Linked DNA regions of Sus scrofa: all the other regions are linked to region 1. Evidence: chromatin contacts called from public Hi-C and HiChIP or PLAC-seq data. All regions are on one chromosome and are shown on one strand. Each heading gives the region's core, a stretch centred on a gene start, on an enhancer-like site or on the middle of the called end of the contact. The rest is flanking DNA. Distances are from core to core; before and after follow the strand shown.

The links. Hi-C and Micro-C count contacts between places; a contact is called where the count stands out from the background. HiChIP or PLAC-seq counts read pairs in DNA pulled down with a chosen protein or histone mark.
Region 2: a contact with region 1 is called in a Hi-C map of epiblast stem cells, with 1.8 times the contacts expected there. The contact joins the promoter of DNAJC12 here to the promoter of HERC4 in region 1. A contact is called at or near these places in 5 of 47 Hi-C or Micro-C datasets (embryonic fibroblasts, epiblast stem cells, fetal skeletal muscle and 2 more) and 2 of 2 datasets of contacts at active chromatin or transcription factors (alveolar macrophages and skeletal muscle).
Region 3: an H3K27ac HiChIP or PLAC-seq map of alveolar macrophages shows a contact between it and region 1. The contact joins the promoter of PBLD here to the promoter of HERC4 in region 1. A contact is called at or near these places in 2 of 47 Hi-C or Micro-C datasets (embryonic fibroblasts and liver) and 2 of 2 datasets of contacts at active chromatin or transcription factors (alveolar macrophages and skeletal muscle).
Region 4: a contact with region 1 is called in an H3K27ac HiChIP or PLAC-seq map of skeletal muscle. The contact joins the promoter of SIRT1 here to the promoter of HERC4 in region 1. A contact is called at or near these places in 1 of 5 promoter capture datasets (liver), 1 of 47 Hi-C or Micro-C datasets (heart right ventricle) and 2 of 2 datasets of contacts at active chromatin or transcription factors (alveolar macrophages and skeletal muscle).

Annotation. Positions count from the first base shown.
Region 1 is chr14:71,267,889-71,271,192 of Sscrofa11.1, reverse strand. It overlaps HERC4 (probable E3 ubiquitin-protein ligase HERC4), which reads left to right and starts at 1,676. Exons shown (of 23, transcript XR_002338528.1): 1 at 1,676-2,061.
Region 2 is chr14:71,048,862-71,052,165 of Sscrofa11.1, reverse strand. It overlaps DNAJC12 (dnaJ homolog subfamily C member 12), which reads left to right and starts at 1,769. Exons shown (of 6, transcript XM_021072941.1): 1 at 1,769-2,277. It also overlaps the pseudogene LOC100152383.
Region 3 is chr14:71,486,010-71,489,313 of Sscrofa11.1, reverse strand. It overlaps PBLD (phenazine biosynthesis-like domain-containing protein), which reads left to right and starts at 1,772. Exons shown (of 10, transcript XM_021073523.1): 1 at 1,772-1,902. It overlaps HNRNPH3 (heterogeneous nuclear ribonucleoprotein H3 (2H9)), which reads right to left and starts at 3,019. Exons shown (of 10, transcript NM_001243555.1): 1 at 2,861-3,019.
Region 4 is chr14:71,089,355-71,092,658 of Sscrofa11.1, reverse strand. It overlaps SIRT1 (sirtuin 1), which reads right to left and starts at 1,492. Exons shown (of 9, transcript NM_001145750.2): 1 at 1,066-1,492. The coding sequence starts at 1,477.

The DNA.
Region 1 (3,304 bases), core at 427-2,926:
ATTATGTTTCCTAGTCCCCTTGCATATAGGTATGTACTTGTTGCTAATATTATGTGTGCAGATGTGATATGTGGCACCTCCCAGACAAAAGTTTTAAGAACATCAGTTTTCAATCATTAGGAACACCCACTTTGAATGTGAAAAAGATACAAAAAATAGTTTTATTATGTTCCTGCTCATATTTTGGTGTCATTTGTTGCAGCATCAAGTACATATCTTAAAGATCCCAAATCCCATAACTTCCCCTTTAATGATACATTCTGAGGCATCAAGGCATGATAGTTAAAAGACAACAAAAGGCCTATGAGGACAATGAAGCTATCAAAATAAGAATTCAGTATGTTTCATGGGCATCACCACCACTCCTAATGTTGAAATTATGCTTCCTTTGCTCAAGTATCTTATAATTTTACTCTTATTTCTGTAAGAAATTAGGTTGTGCATTGTACTGGGTTTTCCAGAGTTAAAGTCCTAGCCTCCAGTACCTAAGAATGTGACCTTATTTGGGAATAAGGTCTTTGCAGATGCAATCTGGGTAAAAAGAGGTCACAATGGATTAGGGTGGGCCCTAATCCAATGACTGGTATCCTTATAAGAGGAAAATTGGGACATAGAAACACAAGGAAGAACACCATGTGGACATGGAGGCAGGGATTAGAGTGGTGGTGTATCTACAAGACAAAGAATGCCAAGGTTTGTCAGCAACCACCAGAAGCTAGGAGAGATGTATGGGCAAGATTCTCTGCCTGCGACCCTAAGAGAGACCCAATCCTGCTGCCACCTTGAGTTCAGACTTCTGACCTCCGTAAGTGTGAGACAATAAATTCCTATTGTTTCAAGCTACTGAATTCGTGGTATTTACAGTATTTTGTTATGACAGCCTCAAGAAACTAATACACATACATATTCCAGCAGAGAGACACTTCCCAACCTGAAATATAATTTTCACTGAGATAAAGAAACATGGCTTACTGTGGAATTATTTCTAGGTTCTCAACATCCACTCTAAGATGAGGTACTAGAAGTCTAACAAAATTTCAGGAGTGCCTTGTTTCAAGTTTTCTTCCTTAACTGGTCTAGGAAATCTGGATTTCGCTTTTATAAGGCAGGGCTCTAGCCATACACGTTATTTAATTTTCCCTGAATGAAGGAGGCCCTTCATTATAAGTTTATCTCCCAGGGTGAGTGCAGAAAATTATGGCAGCCTTCACTTTATCAGGAACCTTAACGCCAGAAGGTTCCATCATTGCCCTGAATACATCTGGCACAACCCAGATTAGCTCCAGCTGAGGCTAAGGGATGACATAAGAGACTTCGCCAGCCTTTGTATCCGTATTTGTGATGTCTGTGATGCTACTTCAAATTCTCCTTGGATAATGGAATAAAAAGAAAGACTGGAACCAATATACGAAAAGGAAACTTAGCCAAAAAACGAAGAGATTTCCTTCACTAAAAGATTCCTGTGCACGCTGAAACGCTTTTATAAGTCACACCAAACACCCGGTTTGACGTGCAAACTTCAGCTTCTGTATTCGGGGACTTCCTCTTGAGCAAAGGCAAAGCGGCATACTGCGCAAGCGTCCGGCTTGGTTTGCCCTGGGAGAATTCCGGCGCAGGCGCCCGGGCCGTGAAGTGGGTGGGCTCACGCGCGTGCTCCGAGGTTCACTTCCGGCCAACCCCTCCCCCTCCCTCGCGTTACCACCTCCCCTTCTCCATTCTCCTCCCCTGTCTTTTCCTCAACTCTCCCCACCCCTACGCTCTCCGCCCCACTCGGCTTCTGTCCTTCCCCTCCCGCTCTATCCGGGTCGCCGACGGCTGTCTCTGGACTGGACAGCGGTGGCGGCTGCTTTTCTCTGAGGAGCCCGGTAAAGTTTCACAGGCGCCGGGGAGGGGAGCAGCGGAACAGCTTCACTGACGCCGGAGGAGCTCTGGTGTTCGCCGCCACTGGCTGAAGGAAGAGAGCCCGGGAGCTGGAGACCTGCCTCAGCTGCCGCGCTGCCTTGCTCTCGGGGAAGGCGCCGCCCCCCGTCGCCCTGGGCTTCCCTTGCCTTGAGGGGCCGGGTGAGTCGTTGCCCCGGTGGGTTCGGGGGCGTGTGACGGCGTTAGGGAGGGGGGAGGCCGGGCTGGGCGGATACAGGCCGGCCTGGCGCAGGGTGCTTTCTCAGCGTTTCCTCGGGGTTGGGGGTGGGGGACTGGGGCAGCGTCGGGGGCCCCTGGCCCGGGAGTTGGAATGTCGCACCTCCCTGGGGAAGGGCCTCTCGGGGACCGAGGGCCGCCGAGGTGCCGAGCCTCATCCGCTGGCCTCTGGGGCTGCTGCGAGCTGGCGGGAGGGCGGCTGCCGTGGATGACTGGTCGGCCCGCGAGGTTGGGTGTGTGCAGATGATTTTTCTCCCCCGGTCTCCCTGAGCCGATCTGAGTGCACGTTCAAGGAATGGTGGGAAGAAACTGCTTCTCATTCTCCTACCTGTTGCTGGCGAGAGGACACCTTTCCCATACCCTCTGACTTTTTAAAGGAAAGAGATGGTTAAACCTCGTGCCGGAATCGGGGATTATTTTCCTGTCTTAAAAAAAACTAATAAAATAAATAAAAACAGTGTAGAAGACAGTGTAGAACTCTCTGGAACTATCGAGTTCTGATGCCCCAAAAGAATGAAATTAAAGTTTTCCTAATGGATGGTTCATGGAATGAGACAGCATCAGCACTTGCTAGCCCTAGCGTAGGAAAGTTGGGTTTTGAAACTTAGGTTCTCTGTAAGGAATGTGGGTAACTACAGCAAGAATAAGGCTGACTTCCTGTAATTGTGTTATTTAGTAACACGATGTGTCTAAAAATCTGTGTAGTTTTAGATGAAGTGAATTCTTTGTTACCCATGTCTTTATAAGCGAAGAAATAGTCAGTGTACTGGAAAGTTCTACAGATTTCGCCACCAATCAGTGACCCAGCCCCCATTCCTATTCTTGAAATATCGGTAGTGCCAGAGTTGTTTGCAGTTTTTTTTTTTTTTCCCCATCTTCGAATAATTATCTCAGAGGTATAGATAGATATTCATTGCCCCAGGGAAATATTTTTCAGTCACGGTTACCACTCGTAATAGAAAATACTGGATTTTTTGGGGGGGAGGAAACCTTGATTTTTAAACTGCATACTTTCTTTTGTATTATAATTAGGTATATTGGTTTAGTTTTAAAATTAAATTAGTAGTGAGTCGGAGTGTTAACATTGATTTGTAAAGTGTGACCTTTGGAGGTGATTTTCTTTTAAGATCAGAGCTTGACTAGAGAATCATAGTTTTCCCTGGGGTCT
Region 2 (3,304 bases), core at 520-3,019, 220 kb after region 1:
GCAAACGTTTATCTGGCAAGGTAAATGTTTTACAGAATCATATGTATCAGAGTTCCCATTGTGGATCAGTGAAAACAATCTGACTAGTATCCATGAGGATGCAGGTTCGATCCCTGCCCTTGCTCAATGGGTTAAGGATCTGACATTGGCATGAGCTGTGGTGTAGGTCACAGATGTGGCTGGGATCTGGCGTTGCTGTGGCTGTGGTGTAGGCCAGTGGCTACAGCTCCGATCGGGCCCGTAGCCTGGGAACCCCCATATGCCGAGGGTGCGGCCCTAAAAAGACAAAGAAAGAAAAAAAAGATTATATGTATCTGCGAATTTACCACTTGAATCAAATGGATTATCTGAATTTACTAAAGAGGATGAATGGGGTCTAGGATAGGGAAAGCATTCATTAAAAGTTTCTTGATTTTATTCTATTCATATTTCCTGAGTATCAGATTAATATCCTTGGTCTATGTCATACCTTGATGCACACTGTAATCACTGGGAGAAGCTTAAAAAAAAAAAAAAAAAAACAAACCCACCCTTCCCCCTCAGAGACTCCATTTTAATTAATCTACAGGAGGGTCCTGGTACTGCTGTGTGTGTTTATGTACATACATATAATCACCAAGTGATTTTTTTTTTTTTTTAACCACACCAGCAGCACACAGAAGCTCCTGGGCCAGGAACTGAACCCAAGCCACAGCAGTGACAACACCAGATCCTCAATCTGCTGAGCCACAAGAGAACTCTTCACCAAATGATTTTTGTTGTTGTTGTTGTTGATGCTTTTTAGGGCGCATCTGTGGCATATGGAGGTTTCCAGGCTAGGGGTCAAATCAGAGCTGTAGCTGCCAGCCTATGCCACAGCCACAGCAATGTGGGATCTGAGCCATGTATGCGACCTACACCACAGCTCATGGAAACACTAGATCCTTAACCCACTGAGTGGGGCCAGGGATCAAACCCGCAACCTCCTGGTTACTAGTTGGATTCGTTTCTGCTGTGCCACAACGGGAACTCCACCAAGCAATTTTAGTGTAGAGCCAGACTAGAAGATCTCTGGTCTAGATCCCAGAACTAGGAGGTTCTGGGAATCAGGACTCAATAGGATCAGAGAATCTGATTTTACTGCCAGAATTTATGAATTATTGGGCCCATGTCATGCCCTTAAGTCACTATTTTCCTAAAACTACCATCATATCTGATCTGACTACTATGTTACCACTATACTTACTCCACTGCAATTCTCTTTGAGAAGAGAGGAAAAAAGCTGAAATGTCAGGGAGGTATTTAAGTGTTTGTTTCCCAAATATAATCAAGTGATTGTTTGAGGAATTTAGTTCAGTTTAAAAGAAATCTGTTATAGTAACAGCCCAAACTATTATCTGTGACCTCTTCCTTACTAACAAGTGGCATATTAACTACTTTTCTATGATCATTAAAAATGAATTTTTTTTTTTTTTTTGCTTTTTTATTAGGGCCGTACACGTGGCATATGGAAATATCCCAGGCTGTGGGTTAAATCAGTGCCACGGCTGATGGCCTACACCACAGCCACAACAATGCAGGATCCAAGCTACATCTGCAACCTACACCACAGCTAACAGCAACACCAAATCCTTAACCCACTGAGGGAGGTCATGGATCAAGCCAGCAACCTCATGGTTCTTAGTCGAATTGGTTTCCGCTGAGACATGAGGGGAACTCCAAAAACTAATACACTTTTTTAGAGTTTTAAGTTCACAGCCAAATTGAGCATAGAGTACTCATACCCCTATCACCCATCCATATCCCCACACATTAACAAGGGGATTATTAGCATGCCATTGCACTTGATTAAAACTTCAAAGCAATGTTTTAATAGCCTTTAACAAATCATTTACATAGTCTACTTATGTCCGACCTAACAGACTTAAAAAATCTTGTTCTTGTCTCAGAATGCTGTTTTCAAAAAAAAAGAGAGAAAGAAAGAAAGAAAGGAGTTCCCGCTGTGGCGCACGTTGAGAGGTAGGACCTAAATCGGAATCAGGGCCTTTTTATCGGAGCGCTGTCCAAGCGCTGCTGTCCAAGATCCCAGTCTGTGCGGGGAGCTGGCGCCTGTGTTGCAGGCAAGGAAAAGGTGCCAATTTTGTTTTGCATGACAGAACTTAGTGCCAGACTGGAAAGAAAAAAGAGAAGCAGAAGAGCCGCGCGGAGCCCACTTATGGGCTGCCTAATTTCTGTGCTCGCTCCGAGCTTCTGGGGCTTGTAAACTCTTACCTTCCAGATTTCTCCTTTACTTTTGAGGTAAGTTGTATTTTTTTTTTTTTTTTTTTCATCCCGCTTTAAAGCCTAGGACATTTGACATTAAAAAAAAAAAAAAAAAAAGCACTTCCGGAGGCATGTTTCCGGAGGCCAGAAGTAGGTGGGCTGTACCCTGTGGCTCCTTTCAAGCTTTTTCCGCCGGTGCCTTGTGGGAGTTGTAGTCCTGGGCATGGCCTCTGGTCTTTCTGGTCCCATTGGTCCTGAGTTGCACCTCTGACTCGCTGTGTTTTGAGGTGCAAAGAACTTTAACTACATTGAAAAGTTCAATGTGATTTCTATGGTGTGTATATATATAAAAATATATAATATATACATTATAATATATATATTATATATATATATTTTGTCTTTTGTCTTTTGAGGGCTGCACCCGCATCATATGGAGGTCCCCAGGCTAGGAGTCTAATCGGAGCTGTTGCTGCTGGCCTATGCCAGAGCCACAGCAATGTGGGATCCAAGTCTAGTCTGCGACCTACACCACAGCTCACAGCGCCAATGCAGGATCCTTAACCCACTGAATGAGGCCAGGGATCTAACCGGCAACCTCATGGTTCCTAGTCGGATTCGTTTCCACTGTGCCCTGACGGGAACTCCAATTTCTATGGTATATTTTGTACTATGTATTTTTTACAGTTTTTCTCAACCAGCATGTGTTAAACAAATTATACTTGCTCTTTTAAAATGCATACCGGGAATTCTCCCTGTGGCTCAGCAGAGACAAACCCAACTAGCATCCAAGAGGATGAGGGTTGAATCCCTGGCCTCACTTAGTGGGTTAAAGAATCCGATGTTGCGGGGAGTGGCGGTGTATGTCACACACGCAAGAAATATATGTGTGTATATATATATATATATATATTTATATTTCTTTTTAAAAAAATTATTTATTGTCTTTTCTAGGGCCTCACTTGTGGCATATGGAGGTTCCCAAGCTAGGGGTCTAATCAGAGCTGTAGCTGCCGCCTGTGCCACAGCCACGTGGGATCGGAGCCACGTCTGCAACCTACAC
Region 3 (3,304 bases), core at 523-3,022, 220 kb before region 1:
ATGTTACTTAGAACATTTATTTATTTATTTTTCAATGTAAAGGTACCACTTCAGGAATTCAAAAAAGATGGAAACTGACTTATAGTTATAAATCTTAGCACTTTCCAAGAAATACTAGCAAGCAAACTATACTAGCTTTGATTTTTGGATCAGCCTATTCCAAAGTGCATAAAAACAATACAGTCTATAAAGAACACACCAAACTGTTAACACAATTTTAATTTGGGGAAAGGTTAAGCAGATTTGGAAGACAAACTACTTCAGAATGACTCTCCATCCCATGTGAATGAGTACACAACAAAGTAACCCACACTCTACTAACTCTTCAAAACTCAAAATTAGAACCTGGAATTCTATTTACAAAACCAAACCAAGACAAAACCTGAAGGCATAAAAAAAAAAAAAAAAAAAAAACACCAATCTGTTCTGATACCTTAATAAAGTTGTCTCAGAAACTACCTAAAAAAAGTGTTTACCAATTATTCAGGATAATCCTTCTCAACCTTTCTTTACAAGTGTCACAGCAATTCTGCTTTAAAAATTTCTAGTGTTAGCATCAATCAAAACACCAGCAGCTGAAATACACAGTTTGTCAGTTCTGTATGAAATTTTTAATGTAATTTCCTAAACATTAGGCTAAGTGAAAGAAACCAGTCACAGAAGACCACTACTGTATGATTTTAAATGGATGAAGTTAACGATCTGTGAACTGTATCTCAAAGCTGTTAAGAAAAAACATCTTAGAAGCCAAATGAGATAAAATTCCTTTATAACATAAAGGGTTTGATACATTAATAAACAACCCTAAACCATGCTTCTAAAAAAGTTCCTTGGTCAGCAGGTTAAGAAGGATCCTGTGGTGTCACAGCTGTGGCACAGGTTTGGCCAGAAAATTAAAAAATGAGAGGTAACTTCAAAATTTTGGTCAGAAGTGGTGATGAAATGCTTAAATAAAATGGAAATCATTCCCTTTTCATTGTGCTTGCTCAATTTTAAATAAAAATAGACTCACACACTACTACTTGGAGGTGAGGTGTCTAAACGGATTTCTTTTCTAGAACAAAGTTACCACCCACTGCAGTTCAATCACTTGTTTAACAAAGTAAGAATACCAAAACTACACAGTTGTTTAAAATATAAAAAGCAATTTAGATGCATTTCCAAATCATGATGCAGATGAAGGGCAGGAAAAAAGGTTTCTAGGGTAATCCAATCAGGGAAGCTGTTACACCACACAAGACTTTATAAGAAACTGGGCTATATGTCTTTACAAGTGCATAGAAACACAGAACATCTTCAACATCATGAAGATCTTTTTCATTTTTAAAGATGAAAAAATAAACACACTTGTAAAGATTCATATGCATTATTGGAAGTCTCATGCCTTGCCTGTCCTTTACTTTGCACAGTTTTCAGTGAAAATTACAGACCCAGTTCTCCAATGTTCTAAGGACCGAAAAAAAAAAAAAAAAAATCACAGCACCACATGACTGGGCTTGCAGTTTGTTTTTCTGTTGAGTAGGGTTATTTTCTTCGCCAAAATGTTACTATAGTCCTAAGCCAAATAGAAAATTCGCTTAGCTACCGAAAGAAAATAAACCCTAACTGTATTTTGAAGTATTTTATTTCCACAGCCTTAATGCCAAAACAATCTTTGCACAAAATAAAAATCTTGGAGATTGGTGAAAGCCGATAACGCAATTCCTATACACACATTTTTTCCATCACTGGTTGTTTTTTAACAACTGTTTCCCAAAAGTAAACCACCTACTTAAATTCTAACACAGTATTCGCCAAACTACACAAAACCATTGCTAAACCATCCCGCCCCCGCCCAAAGGTTCAGAAAGTCGTATCTTGGTTCACCTGCTTGAAATAAGCCCCACTGCACATTCCTATTCGGTAAGTCACCCGCTTTTCTGCTTACAATTACCCATAAAGTCTCCCAATACGGTTTAAGTGGAAAAAACCCTTTGGAAAATGAGTACGTACTCTTTTCGAAGCTCCAAACCTGGAATATAAGGGCCGGCTAAGCGTCCTTTATTCCTCCCCGGAGGCTTTTCGTTTTATCTAGCTGCCCTAGAGACCAGAGAGCTAGGGAGAGTACGCCCCTTCCCCCCCTTCCCGTTCGGCAGCAAAGCTTGGCTTAAAAACCTTCGCCACCCGGCGGCGGAATTACAAAGGAGGCCGTCTGCCTCCTTTGTCCCGGGTTTGGGAGTTGAGCGCCTTCGTCGCCATTGGCTTTCCTCCCCCAGCTCCAGCCTCTCTCATCTTGGGAATCTGCGTCAGAAGTCACTCGCAGTCCCGCCAGCCCAGGTAGCCCAGCTGAGACTGCGGAGGAAGGGAGGCCGCGGTGGGAGGCCAGGCCCATCCGGCGCCATTTCCAACCGGAGCGCGCCCGAAGGCCCTGAGCCTCCCCCCACCCAAGTGCCCAGCCTTTCCCAGCTCGCTTCCTTCCCCACCCACATCCCTTCCGAGGCGCTCTAACCACCGCCCCCCTCCCCGGACTCCTAAATCAGTTTTCGGAAGCTAAGGGGCAAGAAGCAGAAAGAGAGGAGAAGGGCGGGAAGCCCAGGTGGCCGCGCCACCGTACCCAAAATGGCGGAAGCCAAACCAGCAGGGAAAAGACGGGAAATGCGTGATGAGCCCCACTTCGGGCCTCGGCTTCGTCCACTAAATCCCCCCTGAGTAAGTCCCCCCCCCGCCCGGCAGGCCGCCCCCGAAGTGAGAGATCGCCCGGGGGGGCGCAGCCTGGCCACCTCCGAGCGGCGACCTCCACACTTCGCCCCGCCCCACCCCCTCCCAGTTTCTCTTTCGTCCTTCTCCCGACTCCACTCTCGAAACCACCATCCCAACCTACCCCCTTTTACTTCAGATACCCTGTCGAGCGACAGTAGCGCCGACTCCGCTGCTTGCGGGGCCCGGTCGTGGAGAAGGAGAAGTCGCCTGCCTCGTGTAGCGCTCCCACAACGGTTCTTCCAACCGTCTCCGGCGGTGGCAACCGCTGAGGGAGCTGCGCAGCAGAGCGACTGGCTTGGGGGGATGGGAGAGCGCGAGAGAGAAGGAGGGGGTGGAGCGAGAGCGAGGAAGACCCACCGGCCCCGCTCTCGCGAGGCAAGAGAGTCGGTCCCGCCTTGGCGCGGAAGGCAAGAAGTGCGCTTGCGCGTTGGTGGAAGGCCTGGTTGTTGGGGTCGGGGGAAGGTGGAGGGTCAGTAACTCCGCTTTTCTTGCTTACCCTAAAACCTTCAAATTCTCAAAGCCACCTTTCTGCTTTCGCGGGGAGATGTGAAGTGGCGAAAGTATT
Region 4 (3,304 bases), core at 243-2,742, 180 kb after region 1:
ATTCAAAGGTGGTGCAAATATAACTACGGCAACTTGCATATATGTACATGTAAAAATACATTTATAATACATAATACTAAACATACACTAAGATATTTGCACTATTCATTCCCACTATTAAACTGTTCCTTGAAAACAGGGGTCGTTTTTCCACTCCAGTCCCTAATGCACACGTCGTAAGCTTTACACAGGTCAAATGGCCCAGATTGTATTTACCAATAAAAGATTAATAAAAACACGTCTATCCAGCTAGAAAACATGACACACTCAAAGATGACGAGACATATACAACCATCATATACTGTATCTGCTTTAGTAGGTCAGAAAAGCGTCAACTCGTATTTCGGGGCTACATACACACACACAGACACTTAATCTAAAAACCACTATAAGAATATGATTTAGAGAAAAAACACTATTCACACAAAGTATTCTAAAACCTATTTCTCTCCTATGCCCTCTATTAACTGCACCAAAGTGATGCCTGTAGAAACAGCTATGCTCTTCAAATTTTGCAGGTTGTGACTTTAGAAACAGCTTTACTCTTTTAAATTTCAAAACAAGTTTATAAATAAAGGCCCTCAAAAACAACAACAAATTGCACAGGTGTCAGTTTGCAAAGTCAACTGCAAATGGTTGTTATCAGGGACAGTCAAAAGTTGCAGGTTTAACTGTGCGGGGCGAGGGGAGAAAGGGCGGAGAAGCAAAAAACACTTAACAAAAGCAATATGCTAAAAGAGTAGGAGGAAAGAGAAACTTATTTTAAAATCCACTGCGAGGCTCGCCAGCCCCGCGGCTGCGCAAAGCGCAAGGCCGCCGGGGCGGGCCTGGGACTGAGGGGAGGAGGGCGGGGAGAGGGCGAGGGAGGGATAGAGTCGACGGGCCGCTCCTGCAGCCAGGCCTGCAGCCGCGGAGGCGCGCAGCTGAGGGCCCTGGTTGGGAGGGGGACGCTACAAAGCCAGCCACGAGCCCCCAGCCTGCCCGAGACTCCCCCACCCCACATCAGGAGGGGCCCCGAGAGGAGGCGGGGGGATGCGCAGTCCCGGCCGCCCGCGCCCTGCGCACCTCGGTACCCAATAGCCGCCGCTGCCGCCGCCTCTTCCTCCTCCTCGCCCTCGTCGTCGTCGTCGTCGTCGTAGAAGTCGTCGGCCGGGGGCGCCTCCCGGGATAGGCCCTGTAAGCCCGGCCCATTGTTTCCTTCTCCTGCCGCCGCAGCCGCCTGGGCCTCCCGCTCCCCGCCCGCAGCGGTCTCCCGCCACAGCACCGCCGCCGCCGGGCAGCCGCCCGCCGCCGCCGGCAGCTCACGCTCCAAGGCCGCCCCACCAGGCTCGCCCGGGCTCCGCCCGACGCCCGGGCCGTCTCTCCGCGGTTTCTTGCGGAGCGGCTCCCCGGCGGGGGGCGACGGGGCCTCCCTCTCAGCCGCCACCGCCGAGGGGGAGCCGCCGGGCTGAAGGGCGAGCGCCGCCTCGTCCGCCATCTTTCAACTGCCTCTCTGGCCCTCCTCCCTCACCTCCTCTGCTCCCGCTCGACTCGCGGCACTGGCGCCCCCGCGGCTCCGGCTGCGGGAGATTTAAACCCCGTCACGTGACCCGCCCCTCCTCGCCCCCGCCCACCCGCAGCTCCCGCCACCCACGCGGGCCGGACCACAACACGGCGGGTCACGTGGCAAGCGGAGGCGGTGGGGGCCAGGAGCAAACGCTGCAGGGTGCTGTGGCCCCACCCCTCCGCTGCAGGCGCTTCTCTCAGCCAAACTTCTCTTTCAAGCTGTCCTCAAATCACTGCTGCCCGGTTAGCTCAAGTTTTGGTTTGCACTGCGAATTTCCACTTCTGCCTAAAGTGCACACCTTGCTCTCCTCACTTAGTCTTTTCTGGACTTAACGTTAAGGCTTAAAACTTAGTTCCTGAAAGGCGATAGGGAATGAAGCTGGCCAAATAAGCTAGGTGATGGGTCTGTTTTGTTAACCTGTATGAGTAGAGGCAAAAGGACACACACCTCACTCTTCACCCTCCTCAAACCGTTCTGGCGGGTACTCTTCAGCTCCTATTTTCTGCTTGCTTCTCTCCTTAGCCGGTTTATTTTTCTCCCTCTCTCCATTACTCAGAGGGTGATATACATTGTTAGACCATTAAAAGCATGTATCTGCCCTAGAAAGAGGTTTGACGGTGGGGGGCCGGGTAGGGATCAGCCTGTTCGATTTCAGGCCCCAACTTAGCTCCAAATGTGTGTGATTTATCTTTTCTGGGCTTCAAAATGAGTATATTGGGCCAAGTGGGGCCTCATGAGGAGAGCTGAACTGAGCATGACTTGGCCCTTATAAACATCGGTTTGGTTTCGAACTTGAGGTCTTTCTGATTGACCTTGAGCCATTTATTTAGCCTTTCTACACCCACTGTCCTAATCTCTGCAATGGTAGAGTTGTGCTGAGAATTAAGGTAGCGGGTTCTCTTGTGGCACAGTCTTGGGATCTAGCGTTGTTACTGCAGCGGCTTGGGTCAATCCCTGGCCCCAGAACTTCCACATGCAGCAGGTCAGGCTGGGAAAAAAAAATAGTTACATAAGATTGCTGGATATAAAGTGAGGGCTAAATAGAGCTAAAATATTAGTCCTGCCCTACTTGAAGGCCTTCTACTTTCCACTTTTCCTGACATTCCAGAACTCTTGTGACTTCATAGCCTACCTTAACTAAGGATGTGTTATAGTATGGCCAAGTTTGGTAGGCATCTGCCTCTGCAGCATGGCGTTTCTAGCCACTGAAGGGACCTCTCTGAATTTACAATAAATCAGCCCTTAAGCTTAAAGTGGGTCCTGCCTCTACCATGCCAATTACTTGTTTGAACTTAAGAAAGCAATCTAAGATGTTTCCTCCTTTAAAAAAAAAAGTTATAATTTCGAAAATGTATCTCCAATGTCCCATCTAAACCCAAATCTCTTTGTACCTCAAATTAAACTGAGACTCTCCCCTTACAAGTGGTTGCGTGGTTTCTGAAAGTGAGGCTGTCTTTCCTCCTAGAGGCCTTGAAATCATGATTGAGGTGTTCCTTCAGATTGATGCTCTCTAATCAATCAGTGACCAAATCCTGCTGTCCTTTCTTCCCTCCTATACACTTTCCAATTCCTAAGTACACAGGTATCTCGCCCTTCCTGGATGACATACTTAGCCCTGTTTTCTCCCCACTTTATCTATCTTACAAAATACTTCATAAATTGATTCTCAACTATGTGGGTAGGATATAATAAATAAAATGTTGAGGAGTTCACACTGTGACTCAGTGGTAAGGAACCCAACTAGTAACCAGGAGGATG